Regions from separate parts of the Mus musculus genome. Here region 1 is linked to region 2. A link is a contact called in public ChIA-PET data. All regions are on one chromosome and are shown on one strand. The core of a region is the stretch at or near the end of the contact, and the rest is flanking DNA. Distances in the headings are between cores, read along the strand shown.

Region 1 (2,756 bases), core at 146-2,645, 120 kb after region 2:
ACCTGGCCTGGATTCACAATCTACTTTTATAATAAATTACCTACCTACAAAGCAAAGACCAACCCAAAAGTGCTATCACGTTTACATATGCTAATAAGCTCATAAATTGATTCAATGGAAGAATAAGGTAAAAATCTTTAAGTATTTCGGTTATAGGGAACTGAGTGGGTGGGCAGGGGGTGTTGAAGAGAGAGATTGTTTTAGAGGTTAAACTATGAGAACCTATCAGAAGCCCTCTCACATTAACAGCCTCACTGGACACCAGCAGCAGGACAGATCCACAAAAGGGACACCAATGGGTGTCCAGAACTCATCCTTATCCTTTTTTTTTTTTTTTCTTAAATTGTGCAAAGAGCCATTTTATTTCAGGACTCCTCTGTGCTTTTCTATTGACTAGCTGAAAGAGGGCCTGGATGGTAAACGCTCTTTTATTGGAGGAGGAAAAAACTGCATTATTGATGATACTGCAGAGCAATAAAAGACATGGAAAGAGGTTCATAATTAATGGTGTGAAACACACACACACAAAAATCAGCTTGCAGACAGGTTATGCAGCACAGTTTTTGTTTTCAAATCTGTACACGTGTGTGTCCACATGCGAGCAACTTAAGGACGAGTAGAAGCAGACACTCCAGACTGTTGGACATTTGACTGGAGATATATATATATACTTTATACACATTTAATGTATTTACATTTTAAATATTTTCCTTGGCATGTTTGCAAAAAGTTTTCCTTTTATACCACAAATAAAAAGTATAATTTTCCAGTGAGAAAAAGATTCTCATTAAAGAGAGAGAGAGAAAAAAAAAACAAAACCAAACCTACTATATGTTTCTAGGTCTATTCCATTGGGTGTGGCAGTGTGTGCGCCTCAGACACCAGCACCCTTGAGAGTAAGGCTAAGCCAGGGAATTACAAATTCTAGGTCAACCTGGGCTCCAAAAATCACAAACCAGCAGTGCCGTTCTGTTGTATAAAATCCTTTCCTGGAGACTTCTGTTCCAGAGTGAGTTTACTCCCCTAACTTTACTTTACTCTCCTAACTTCTGGGTTGACATTTCAGTCTTCTCAAATTCATGACACAACTAACTTCCTATATGAACATCTTCTCTTTGGTCAAAGAGAAGCGGCTTCCCCAAGCCTTCCCCAAGCGGCTGCAGTCCCTGCTGCTCTCTAACTCTCTCTCTCCCTCCATTTTCAATCAGCCGGCAGAAACCTCAGATGAACTCAGGAGAGAGCACTGCTCTGCACTTTGCAGACTGGCATGTGAACTGACTGCTTAAGAGGAAATGCCATAAAGTGAGTTTACTCTTTACTCATAAAACCCCCAGAGCTCCAGGGGGTAGGAAGTCTTCTACAGAAATGCAAATGCAGAGCGAAACCAGCAGCCACCAAGCAGAGGAAGTGCAGTAATCCGTTCAGGCTGCTAGTCTCCATGGAAACGCCATTGAGTAAGTCTCAAGTCTCTATCAGCTAAATCACTGGTTACTTTATTACTACAGAAGAAGGGGGGAAAGTCGTGGATACAACTTGTTCCGGCTTCAGAGACTACCATATATACTTTAATAAACACATTTCTTGAGGAACATTTGATCAGAGCTACCCAGGGCTACCACGGAATGAGCATAAGGAATCAAAGAGCACAAGTCACACTAGCTTGCTTGGAAGGTTGAAAGACTGAATTATCTGTCCAAGAGCCTCTCTGTCATCACTCTGGCTTGCAGTGACAGCTGTCACCCTTCACACCCTTCCAACTCTGCGGGTTAGAGCTTCTCATGGGAAGATGATAATATACTTGTGAGAAGGAAGTTTCAAAAAAGTATATTTATTTTTAGTAAGGAGGACATTGGTTCTATCTAGTATATTTGTACAGTATCACAACTTAAATGATAGACACAGAATCACTAAGAGGGAAAAGAATATACTGGAGCTGACTGGCTTGAGGCCTACCAGCCGCCTAGCTCTGTGAAGCCAGGAAACAGCAAGGGGGCGGATGGCTTTAGTGTGTATGTTTTGGTCTTTGGAGTATTAGACTCAGTAATATAAAGCAATGTCACCGATTTCTTTATACTCAAGTGATACTTTAAATCTCATAAAAGGTTATCAGTGAAAAAGTTGCTTCTGATAAAACTTATACTGCTATGTCCTGAAGTGATTTCTCTTATGTTTTTGTCTAAATGAGGTATGTGAGAGAGAGAGAGAGAGAGAGAGAGAGAGAGAGAGAGAGAGAGACAGAAAGCATTCATCTGAGTAGTACGGAAGCTACACAGGTTAAAGATTAAAGGCTTAAACGGAAACAAGAAAGCATACACTCCCTAAAGACTTTCTAATACATTATCTCATTCAGGTGTTAGAAATACTCTCTGAGCCCGGGCATTGTTACTTCTGTTCTATGGAGAGGGATAACACCTTTCTTTGTGCTGCATTATGATAAGGGTAGGAACAGGCGCCCATACAGCAAGAGAGGAAGAATGACAATAGCTCTTACCCAACTGTGCGTTTGCAATGATTCTGACAAACAGCTCCATCTACAATGAGTCAGCCTGAGAACTTTCTGGAACTACCAGGGGAAGTAGCGATGCCAGCATAGACAACCATCAAGACTCTTCAGCAATTCTATGGTGTTACCACTCACTCAACCCAAGCTAACATACCACCCCACCAACTGTCTATAGAAGAGGCAACTGAACCCTGAAATTCACCAAGTAGTGGTCCTGGAGATCCCAAAGTTTGATGGTGACAAAGTGGACCTG
Region 2 (2,892 bases), core at 374-2,873:
ATAAAAATACCTTTCCAGGAAAACCACTGTACAGTTAACAAAAGAACTATTTTAGATTTTGACAGTATAGATTGTGGTTGCATGATTGGGCCAAAGTCTTACTTGGCCATCAAGCAAATGAGCAACTCGAGTATAGATGGTAACGAGCTGTGATTTTGTTAAGAATCACACAGGGAGGTCTAGTGATTGCTTGGGTGGTTTTTGTTGTGTTTTTTCCTCTTACATGTATCTGTAATTTGGGGAAATTCTTTCCTCATTTGTTCGTGTACTGGTCATTGTTAATTGTACTTAGATATATGAAACAAAACACCTGTCTCTTAGTTCTTAGTTAATATGTGGATTGCAAAAAACTGAAAACTTTCTCCAGCATTTACATAACTACTGCTTACTTGGTTAGCAGGCTTGACATCCTCTGCTAGTACTCTATAACCTATATAATCTATAACTATAGCTGTAATAGGATAGATATGACATGTCTTTCCAAGGAGCTCTTGTGTCGAGGGGTGACACCAATTGGTGATGAAAATGCTACTTTCACCCATAAATTAATGTAAGTTTGTGGGAATGGGCCATTGAGAGTAAAGCCCCGCTGAAGAATGAGGGCTATTAGGGGTGTGCTTTCAACCTGTTGCTCTTTCTCTAGCCTCTTCCCCAGTGCTCTCTGCCATGCCCTCCTCCCTGCCTTGATATAGACTTCAGTCCAGCGCCCAGAAACACCCAGAACCCAGCGACCTCTCAAGCCATGAGACAAAATAAGAATTTTCTCTCTGAGTTGCCTTGCTCTGTTTTGTCACAAAACCTAAATAGCACAAGATTGTAAACTACCCTCCCGTGTGAGAGAGTGCATGTGCCGGTGACCGTGCGTGTGCGTGCGTGTGTGATATGTCCATGTTTTGTGTAAGGGTGCCCCTGCCTCTGCCCAGAAGCCAGTGAATCACTCACTGACTTACTACTTTGAGACAGGGTCTCTCACTTAACCAGAAACTAAGGGGTTGGATGGGAAGTTGCTGCAATCCTCCTGTCTCTGACCCTCGCAGAGCTGGGTTACAGGCAAGCTCAGTCACACTGGGCCTTGAAGTGGGTGCTGGGGATTTGAGTCTATGTCTTCATGGCTTCATATCAAGCTCTTAAGCACTAAGCCATCTCCCCAACCCCCACATCATCTTTTGCAGCCATTTTCACAACAAACTCGGTTTATAAGAGAAACCACTATGGAGGGATGAAAAATCTTAAAAGCTGAGTACAATTTTCAGATTGAGAATCAACTTTTTATTTGGGTTGAACTGGCATCAAAACCGCCCACCCTCCTCCCACCCAAACACTCCCAGTGTGCAGCTGGGGTCGCTGTGGAGCCAGTTTCCACCGATGGCGCATCCAGTTTGTGTCCCGTTGTTACGACAACGAGGTCCAACGGTTGGGAAGGAAACTGGAGGGAAAACACTCAACGCCAGGGTGGTACTGGAGTCTGCTCCTGCGTGCCTGGCCCCCGGGACCGACCCTGGCGGCCCAGCTCTCACCTTCTTGCTGCTCATGGCGTCGACTTGCGGGCCAGGCAACGCCGGCCGGGATCGCTGCTGCGGAACTCAGGACCTGGAGAGGAGAGTTGTTCGCCGCTGGACAGCTCTAGGCTCTTTCTGAGCTGAGAGCTTTAACCGCCGTGGTCGATTCGTTGCTAAGCAACAAACTGGCGGATTCTACTTCCGGTCGTCTGCATCTGCGAGATGAGGTGCAGAACTTTCTGAGAGGTCGAGCAGGGTGGCTCTCTGAGGCCTAGGTGGCTTCCAACACAGCCCTCACTCCACTTTACAGAGGGTGGCAGGCAACTGTGAGGAGCGAAGACCCCTTGATGTCTAAGTGGGTCCTCAAGTTACTGCATCTTTCACCGAGTCTGCGTGGGCGTGGTTCTCTGCCTTAAGCCTTCATTCGGCTGTTTCTGCAGATTTCATTGCTAATGTAGGCAAATAGAATAATGACAAGGCACTCAAGACTAAAGCCTGTAAAGTGCTCCATATCCAGGAGCCTCAGTGTTCAGTTCTGTTGACTTCCCTAACACACTAGAAAGTGAGCCTTCGGAAATTCATTTAAATCCACGCGTGATTGACTACATGAACGAAGCTGTGCCAAGACAGTCCCTCAGGCATAGGCTTGGGTGACCGTAAGGCATGTGTTCATAACTAATAGAAACAGTGCTGTGAGTCATTTCTCTTAGAAGATGCAGAAGAAACGTGAAAGCTGAGATTTGAAAGAGGAGGACACATGCTGTGCAAGGAATATTTCGGGCAGAGCAATCAGATGCAAAAGCCTGAGACATTTCATGGTTATTAGAAGAACAAAAAACAAAAATCAGAAGAACAGAAGAAAATTAGAAGAACAAAAACGAAATCTATCAGACTGTCGTTGGAATAAAGCACATTGGAGTCCGGTGATGAAGATGAAGATAAATAAGTGCTCTATTTTAAAGATCTGGTAAAATAGAGTGAGGAGTTTAGACTTCAATGTAAACTGCCTCCTACTGAAAAGTTTTTGTTTAATTTTGTTTATTTATTTTGGTTTGGTTTTGAGATCGTCTCATTTCTTAGCCTAGACAGGTCACAAACTCTCAATCTGTCTGTGGCAGCCTCCCAAGTGCTAGAATTACAGGCTTATGCCACCATGCCTGACGGTAAACGTTTTCTGTTGAGAAATGGCAGGTTCCTAACCTAAAATTTATGTGACATCTTAAGGGATCTCGAATGGCCAAAAACAACGTTTTTTAAGTGACATATTTGGAAGCCTCATATTTTTTTTTATTTCAAAATTTAGTACAAAGCTACAGTGATGAAACAATGTCTTCACAACAAATGATACTGAGGAAAGTAGATATCCACGTGCACAAATGTGACATAGACACTT

What was found. ChIA-PET counts read pairs in DNA pulled down with a chosen protein or histone mark.
Region 1: a contact with region 2 is called in an RNA polymerase II ChIA-PET map of memory CD8 T cells, with 21 read pairs. The contact joins the enhancer-like site here to the promoter of Dnah7a in region 2. A contact is called at or near these places in 1 of 15 datasets of contacts at CTCF or cohesin (the NIH/3T3 cell line), 6 of 484 Hi-C or Micro-C datasets (CD4 T cells, CD8 T cells, adipose-derived mesenchymal stem cells and 3 more), 3 of 115 datasets of contacts at active chromatin or transcription factors (the HPC-7 cell line, bone marrow-derived macrophages and memory CD8 T cells) and 3 of 9 other capture datasets (adipose tissue, bone marrow-derived macrophages and liver).

What each region holds. Positions count from the first base shown.
Region 1 is chr1:53,822,591-53,825,346 of GRCm38.p6, forward strand. All of the region lies in intron 28 of Hecw2 (HECT, C2 and WW domain containing E3 ubiquitin protein ligase 2), which reads right to left. Among named protein-coding and RNA genes, the nearest start is that of Mir7681, 25 kb to the right of the region's middle. Within about 2 kb of position 1,396, at least 275 of the 459 cell types and tissues checked have an H3K27ac peak or open chromatin away from gene starts, as enhancers often do. A contact at or near this core is called in CD8 T cells, the HPC-7 cell line, adipose tissue and 7 more, where this site is marked.
Region 2 is chr1:53,705,161-53,708,052 of GRCm38.p6, forward strand. It overlaps Dnah7a (dynein, axonemal, heavy chain 7A), which reads right to left and starts at 1,624. Exons shown (of 66, transcript NM_001252070.1): 1 at 1,518-1,624. The coding sequence starts at 1,532. All of the region lies in intron 2 of Gm32311 (a long non-coding RNA gene), which reads left to right.